Linked DNA regions of Mus musculus: region 1 is linked to region 2. The links are chromatin contacts, called in public Micro-C maps. All regions are on one chromosome and are shown on one strand. The core of a region is the stretch at or near the end of the contact, and the rest is flanking DNA. Distances in the headings are between cores, read along the strand shown.

Region 1 (3,467 bases), core at 614-3,113, 210 kb before region 2:
ATATTTGAAATGAGACTTCTTAGCTGGACAGTGGTGGCAAGCATCTTTAATTCTAGCACTCGAGAGACAGAAGCAGGCAGATCTTTGAGTTTGAGGCCAGCCAGCCTGGTCTACAGAGAGTTCCCGGACAGTCAGGGCGACACAGAGAAACCCTTTCTTCAAAACCAAAGCAACAGCAACAACAAAAAGGAAACAACAGGCTCCTAACGCCACCTGTTTTGTCTGTGTGTTGCTTTGGAGTGGCAGAAACTATCAATGCCTCCTACAGCAGCAAGAATGGCATGATGTCAGAGGAAAGTTTAATTAACCCGTTTTACAAAACAGAGAGCGGGCAAGAAAGGGGTGAACAGAACGTTGAGTAACTGCCTACATCGGCCACCAGGTGGCAGAGTAGCACGCACAGTCCTAGAGCGGCTTAGGAGGCGCCGGTGAAGTTCAAGAGCTTGGCTGTGCTTTATTTACAGTCCTACAATATTCCAAAGGTTTATTTTTTCAAAAGACATTATGAAACCAACTTCTATTGTATTTTTATAGTAATTATATGCAAAATGATAATATTTTAGTCATTTAGTGTTTTAATACTAAAAAGCTATTTATCAGGAATATTTGAAGCTGATACATTAAAAAAGTGAACACTAAAAACAAGTGCTTCAGTGTTTAGTCTGAGGTGTGTGTGTGTGTTTGTGTGAGTGTGTGTGTGTGTGTGTGTGTGTGTGTGTGTATGTGTACATCTGTGTGTATGTGTGTGTCTTGTGTGCTTCTTGTATGAATGTGTGTGTGTCTATGTGTATGTGTGTGTGTCTGTGTTTGTGTGTGTACTTAAAATTGTTCTGTTCACTTTCATATTTTTAAGTACATTTCACTTATTAGGTATGTAAGTAAAAATTTGTAATCCTATTTGTGCAATTTCAAAGATGAATCTGTGTGTTAATGCTTATGTATGTGTATGTGTGCATGCCTGTGTATGTATGTGTGCGCGCGCGCGTGTGTGTGTGTGTGTGTGTGTGTGTGTGTGTGCGTGCATGCAAATGCACTCATGCACTTCTAGAGAAATTACAGTTTCAATACATCTGTATTGAATCTACAAGTGTTCTGGACAGAGTAGATAATTATAGCCAAATTCATCCGGACTATATAGATTTTCGCCTTAAATTGTTTTCTTCTATGAGTACAAAGCTCCCACGTTTCATATGGGCCTTTCGATCTTTATGCTCATTATAATGCTTAACACTGAGCAAACAAAATGCTTCAATATCTACATTTAACAATCCAATCTAAAGAATGCACCGCTATCCATTCCAAATGGCCATTCTAAGTGTGTGGGTGAATATGTGGTTTTGTGGTTGCACATGTCCATATGCTGACCAGGCAAGAGGTCAGCCTCAGATGTTTTTCCTCAGGCACTGTGTACCCTGTTTTGAGATGGGGTAGCTGACTTGGCCAATAGCTCACCAGTTATTCTAGGCTGTCTGGCCAGGGGACCCCAGGGAGTCCATTGTCTCCACTTCCCTAGTGCTGGGGTTACAAAACAGGACTATGCCTGATTTTTTTACATTCTTGCTAAAGAGCAAACTCTGGCTGTGCATGCAGCCCTCACTGTTAACTCAGCGTCCTTCCAGACCCTCCAGGGAATTTCTGATATCTCCGTTTCGAGGGTCTTTGCAACACTGGTTTTCTCTGAGATTCTAAAGCTGAAGTGTCAATAGGACCCTTTCAACTCAGTAGAGCAAAGATTGTTCCAAGTACATCACAGCTAGAGTGTAAGACAACGGTTGTGGCTTGGCTGTGTGAAAGTGGAAATCAGCTAAGAGAGACTGGGAGGGGAGACTGGTTAGAAGCTCTGCCCTTCCTGTAAACATGTGCGATCAAATGTTGAGAAACCGGCGATGACTTACCTCCTTGCTACTAGCTGCTAGATGGAGCTCAAGTAAGATCTGGCTCGCCCGCATAATCTCTAGTTTACACGTCCCATTTAAAAGACAAAGGAGCAGTTTTGCTAAATATCGCATTTGTATTTTCACTTACAAACTAACAGAGGAATTTGGCAGGCGCCCCTCCGTGAACTTGGAGCGCTTACTTTCTGGCGGGGCTCCTCCTTGGGTCCTAAGCTTAACTGCTTCTGCAGACGTTTCTATATTGCACTCTGGGTAAATCAATCCTCTAAATGGGAAAAGGGGCATTCTTTCACTCAGGGGGTGAAGGATAGCTCTTCAAGTGGGGACATTTATTTCATCGGCCGTTTTCTTTCTTTCTTTCTTTCTTTCTTTCTTTCTTTCTTTCTTTCTTTCTTTCTTTCTTTCTTTCTTCCTTCCTTTCTTTCTTTCTTTCTTTCTTTCTTTCTTTCTTTCTTTCTTTCTATTACTTCTCTTTCTTTAATCTTTCCATTGTTTTAAAAAATTAAAAAGGCTTCATGTGATCCCGAGCCTCGGTTGTTGGTCAGTGGCCTGCTGCCCTGTTGACGTGAGCAATCTAAATATAGGAATGAGGGGATCGTCCACATTGGCTCTCAAGTCATGCTTTCTTTCTACGGAAAACACACGATTCAATTTAATTACATCATCTGTCATTCTCCAGGACAGGGCTTCCAACAGGGCCAAACAATCCTGAAGCCAGTTCATCTCTTTTAAAGAGGGCTAATCAGAAGGGATTTGCGATATTGAAATAACGGAGAGGCCGTTGTGATTGATTCTGAGCAATTCAGGAATGAAGAATTCTTCCCCAAAGCCCCAAATCATTGAGCCGGCTCTGTTTTAAAATAATGGAAGCGAGCCGCATCTCTTACATATCACACCGGTGCTGTCTGTGGGTTCCCCAAACGCTTGGAATGAAATGTGTTTCTATCAACAAGGATGAATGGATTACAAATGACAGCAAAATGCATAAGGCAGCTCTGTACAATTCTGAGAGCAGAAATCCTTAGTGTTAAAAGACAGAAATCTGTTCCGGGAAAATAATATTTAAAGAGAGTTTCCACACCAAAATTATTTCCATTGTTTCTTTACAACAAGAAAAGACAAACATTGCGGAGGAACTTTCCACAGCCCTGTTGACGGGAATGCCAAGTTTTGCTACTAATGTAGAAAGCAGTAATTACGTTTTTAAAAATGACAACTCTGGTAATTATACATTTAAAATATGAATCCCAATGTTTAATTAGGTCATATGACTATAATATCAGCTTGCATGAGCAGCACACCAATTTCTAGCAATTCAAAGAAATACAGGCATAAAGGCTGCTATGATTGTGACATTTAAATAGAATGAACCATAATGTACTACATTATTCTTTAAATATTTTAATGTTTACCAATGTTATTGAGTAATGAAGTTTGTCATCATGGCTTATTCTTCATAAATAATTACTCTGGTAGCAATGAGTGTACTAGAACATTCGTGTGTTCCTTCCAAATTAAACACATAGCTAGACTCAAACATACATTTGAACGTGGTTTTGTATATTTCAATAT
Region 2 (3,960 bases), core at 1,371-3,870:
CAGTTTGCTTCATTCAGTACATTCCAAATCCTCTCTTGATAATAGTTGTATTCCCGGCTGCCTTCTCTTGGCAATAGCTGACCTGGCTGTGAGCCCAAAACATGGTAAATTACAAATTACTACCAGATGAAGCCATGGGTTTTACAAAGAGCACTTCCTCCAGGCTCAGAATGCTGCGAAGCTAGGTGACATCACATGAGTGGTTAAGATTCGTGTGTGTGTGTGTGTGTGTGTGTGTGTGTGTGTGTGTGTCAGAGAGAGAGAGAGAGAGAGAGAGAGACAGAGAGAGACAGAGAGAGACAGAGAGAGAGAGACAGATAGACAGACAGAGACAGACAGAGACAGAGAGAGGGAGAGAGAGAGAATGCTTGTCAGTGTGTATGTAAATATGTGTGTGAGAGAGAATGCTTGTGTGTATGTGAGTGTGGTGTTTGTGTGTGTGTGTCTGTGCCCATGTATGTGCACATTATCTGTCTCTCTGTGTGTGCATGTGTCTCTGTATGTATCATCACCCACATGCATGTATGTTATTAGATGGTAGAGCATTAATGAAGTGGCCTATTAATTTATAAAATTAGAAAATAAGAAATAGATTCTAATGATCCAGGAAAAGGTTTAATAGTGACAAGAAACAGTTATGAAATAAGTTATAGTTCTCTCCTTTAAAGAGGCCACCTCCTGTAGCCAGGCAGGAAACCCAGTGGAGAAAGAGGGATAACAACAAAACTTTTGACCCAAAATTTATCCTGTCTACAAGAAATACAAGGACAGGGGATAGAGCAGAGATAGAAGGAATGGCCAAGCAATAACCAGCCCAACCAGAGACCCATCCCATGGGCAAGCACCAATCCCTGACACTATTAATGATACTCTGATAAGCTTGGGGAGCCTAGCAGGGCTGAGAGGCACCACCCAGCAACTGACTCAGACAGATGCAGAGACCTACAGCCAACCATTAGATGGAGCTTAGGAAATCTTGTGGAAAAGTTGGGGAAAGGATTGACGGCCTTCAAGGGAATAGGAACCCCACAGGAAGACCAACAGAGTCAACTACCCTGGACCTCTACCCTAAACCTGGGATGTGTCAGGATAGGAGGATTCCCGGGGGTCCTCCACTATCTCAAAGGAGAAGGGGAGGGATGGGGGAAGGGACTATGGGAGGGGGAGACCACCAGGAGGGGGAAGAGCGATTAGGATATAAAGTGAAGACATTTTTAAAAAATAAAAAATAAAGTTATCTTCTCAATAACTTTTCTTTAACTTAAAATTATACATAGTTACAAATAATTTTAATTTTGATATTTGAAATGAGACTTCTTAGCCAGGCAGTGGTGGCATAGGCCTTAATTCAGAGGCTAGAGGATCTGTGACTTTAAGAACAGCCTGCTCTACAGAGCAAGTTCCAAGTTAACCAAGGATACACAGAGAAACCTTATCTCCAAAAATTAAATAAAAAAATAATAATAGAATAAAAATAAAAAACAAAATCAGACTTCTTGAGAAATAAAAAATAAACAATATTCCTACTTAAATGTTTTATTTCATCTTTTCTTATAATGTTTTCCTACCTTTATTTTCAGTACTTCTGATTCTAAAGCATTTGCTATGATTTTTATCAACAGAAATAAGTGTCTAATTTTAAAACATTGTTATTTTTAATAGATATGTTTTAATAATCTGGGTAAGGTAATTTTTCTAGACTCTAATCAACCAAAAATAGAAGAGAAATAGAAAATTTATTTCTATTACTAAGTCCACAATAAAAATGTTTATTTTTTTAATTATGTGAGTGACTCTTTCTATAGTTTCATCCCGGTGTCAAACTGACTTTTTCAGCCCTTGAATGCAAATGTCAGTTTAAAATCTGAATTTATCCCATATGCTTCAAAGGTTGTTCTGGAAAACTGTTGGGACAAGCAGCCTCTAAATAAGTATAATTCGGGATGACTGCTCCTGATATATTGACTGGTCCTGTATACAAGTGGAAAGAGTAGAGAATCTGTCAAATTAAAACGGCACATCTGTAAAACGCTTTGCAAGAGAATGTTAAAATGCTATAAATCAATACGTGAGTGTTTAAAACAAAGCGAACTCGCCCTGTGTTTTGTGGATTTGATTTATTCCCATGGTTCAGGGTGGTGCTTATACAGTTACGCTGCAGCAAAGCTCGGGGAGACAGATTTCTCCACAAGCCCCTTCCCACCAAGGTATTTCTATTAAATTCAGCTGTGGTGGCAAGAGTTTATCGTTTCAAACCCGTGGCTGTTCCGGAGGCTGGCATGGAACTCTGTACAGACCAAGCTGACCTTGAACTTGAGATGCCCTTGTGTGAGTGTCCCATGTGCTGCCATTGCACATGTGCGCTGCCTGGCCCCAAACTCTGTTTGGATCCTGTAATTCTAATATCTGTTTAAATGTGAGCACGCTGAAAACAGAAAGCCGTTCCAGTCCTGAGAAACAGAGATATCTGATGGTGGCTGTGCAAGAAGAATCAGTTTGGGGAATAAGAAAGAGTCTAAGCCATATCTCATAGGAGTGAAATGCCTTTCTAAACCGCGGTGCATGTCAAGGGCAGAGCAGGTTTCTCCCCAACAGCGCCTCCTGTGGCGCTACACTGCCAATGCAGATCTTCACTCTGCCCTTTCCCCTTGGCTGAGTTCAGTCTGGAAGCTTAGGCTAAGCACACTGTCCCACGGAGGATCAGACTTATCGGGAGTAGAGACAGGAGTCTGCCAAGGACTGACTCCTGAAGTTTGTTTCCTGGTAAAACCTGAAACAGTATCAGCTTATTTCCAGTATTTTCTCATGTGGGTGTGCTGTATGTGTGCGTACTGAGATTATGTATAGGTGTGTTCACCTATGCAGATTCATGCAACTCACAGCTGTACACCAAGTGAGCCCCTGGGCTCTGTTTGTTTCTGCTTCCCCCAGCGCTGGAGTTAGAGATCACCCCGCTGTTTTATGAGGGAGCTGGGGGTTCCAAATTCAGCTCCCTGTTATTGTTCAGCGAGCACCTTACCCACTGGCTATCTCTCCAGCCCACAATTACTTCCTGGATAGCGTGTTCACCATAAGCAAGCCTAGATCTGTGCTAACACGTTAAGTACCAACTTATCCTGGCTGCTCTTCTGGAAAAACTGTAGTGCATTGTGGAAGTGCGGGCACTTAATCTAAAAGGACAAACTTTTACTAAACTGCACTACTTGCAAGTATAAAATAAAACAAAGCAGGATTTTTAAATCTCCTTTAGAAGCTACTGGAAGGTCATTCTTTTCCACCAAAATGGAAATTTTCCTGGCGTAAAACTGCAAGCTCAGAATGCACGTCGTGTTTCTCAGAACAGCCCAGTTTCTTACTGTTGCCTGGTGGAGACAACCCTTCCTGTAGCCCTTCCAGTTTACAAAGCTTCTCCCCAGCTTCTCCTCAGCTTCTCCCCAGCTTCTCCTCAGCTTCTCCTCAGCTTCTCCCCAGCTTCTCCCCAGCTTCTCCTCAGCTTCTCCCCAGCTTCTCCCCAGCTTCTCCTCAGCTTCTCCCCAGCTTCTCCCCAGCTTCTCCTCAGCTTCTCCCCAGCTTCTCCCCGGCTTCTCCTCAGCTTCTCCCCAGCTTCTCCTCAGCTTCTCCCCAGCTTCTCCCCAGCTTCTCCTCAGCGTCTCCCCAGCTTCTTCCCAGCTTCTCCCCGGCTTCTCCCCAGTTTCTCCCCCACTTCTGCTTTCTCTCTAACCTAACATAACTGCCTGGGTAAGGGCCACCCAGGACTGACAGCGAATCAGTTCCAGGCAAATTCCACAGGTTTTCTTCCACGACAGGGCTGCCCAGTAAATAGTTAAACAGTCCACCAACATCCACTGACTCTGAGGATTTAACGTAGGTGACCCCCCAACAAGAAATTTCAGTCAGCTGAAGATGGAAGTGAAGGAAACTTCAAAGGGCCACGTCTAGACAACACCTTCCTGTTTCAGA

Evidence for each region. Hi-C and Micro-C count contacts between places; a contact is called where the count stands out from the background.
Region 1: a Micro-C map of palatal mesenchyme shows a contact between it and region 2, with 2.9 times the contacts expected there. The contact joins two enhancer-like sites. A contact is called at or near these places in 9 of 484 Hi-C or Micro-C datasets (cranial neural crest, embryonic stem cells, nephron progenitors and 3 more) and 4 of 115 datasets of contacts at active chromatin or transcription factors (craniofacial prominence, embryonic basal ganglia, embryonic stem cells and 1 more).

Annotation. Positions count from the first base shown.
Region 1 is chr3:154,569,432-154,572,898 of GRCm38.p6, reverse strand. No RefSeq gene overlaps it. Among named protein-coding and RNA genes, the nearest start is that of Gm40186, 4.0 kb to the right of the region's middle. Within about 2 kb of position 1,863, at least 27 of the 459 cell types and tissues checked have an H3K27ac peak or open chromatin away from gene starts, as enhancers often do. A contact at or near this core is called in palatal mesenchyme, where this site is marked.
Region 2 is chr3:154,363,696-154,367,655 of GRCm38.p6, reverse strand. No RefSeq gene overlaps it. Among named protein-coding and RNA genes, the nearest start is that of AI606473, 35 kb to the right of the region's middle. Within about 2 kb of position 2,620, at least 48 of the 459 cell types and tissues checked have an H3K27ac peak or open chromatin away from gene starts, as enhancers often do. A contact at or near this core is called in palatal mesenchyme, where this site is marked.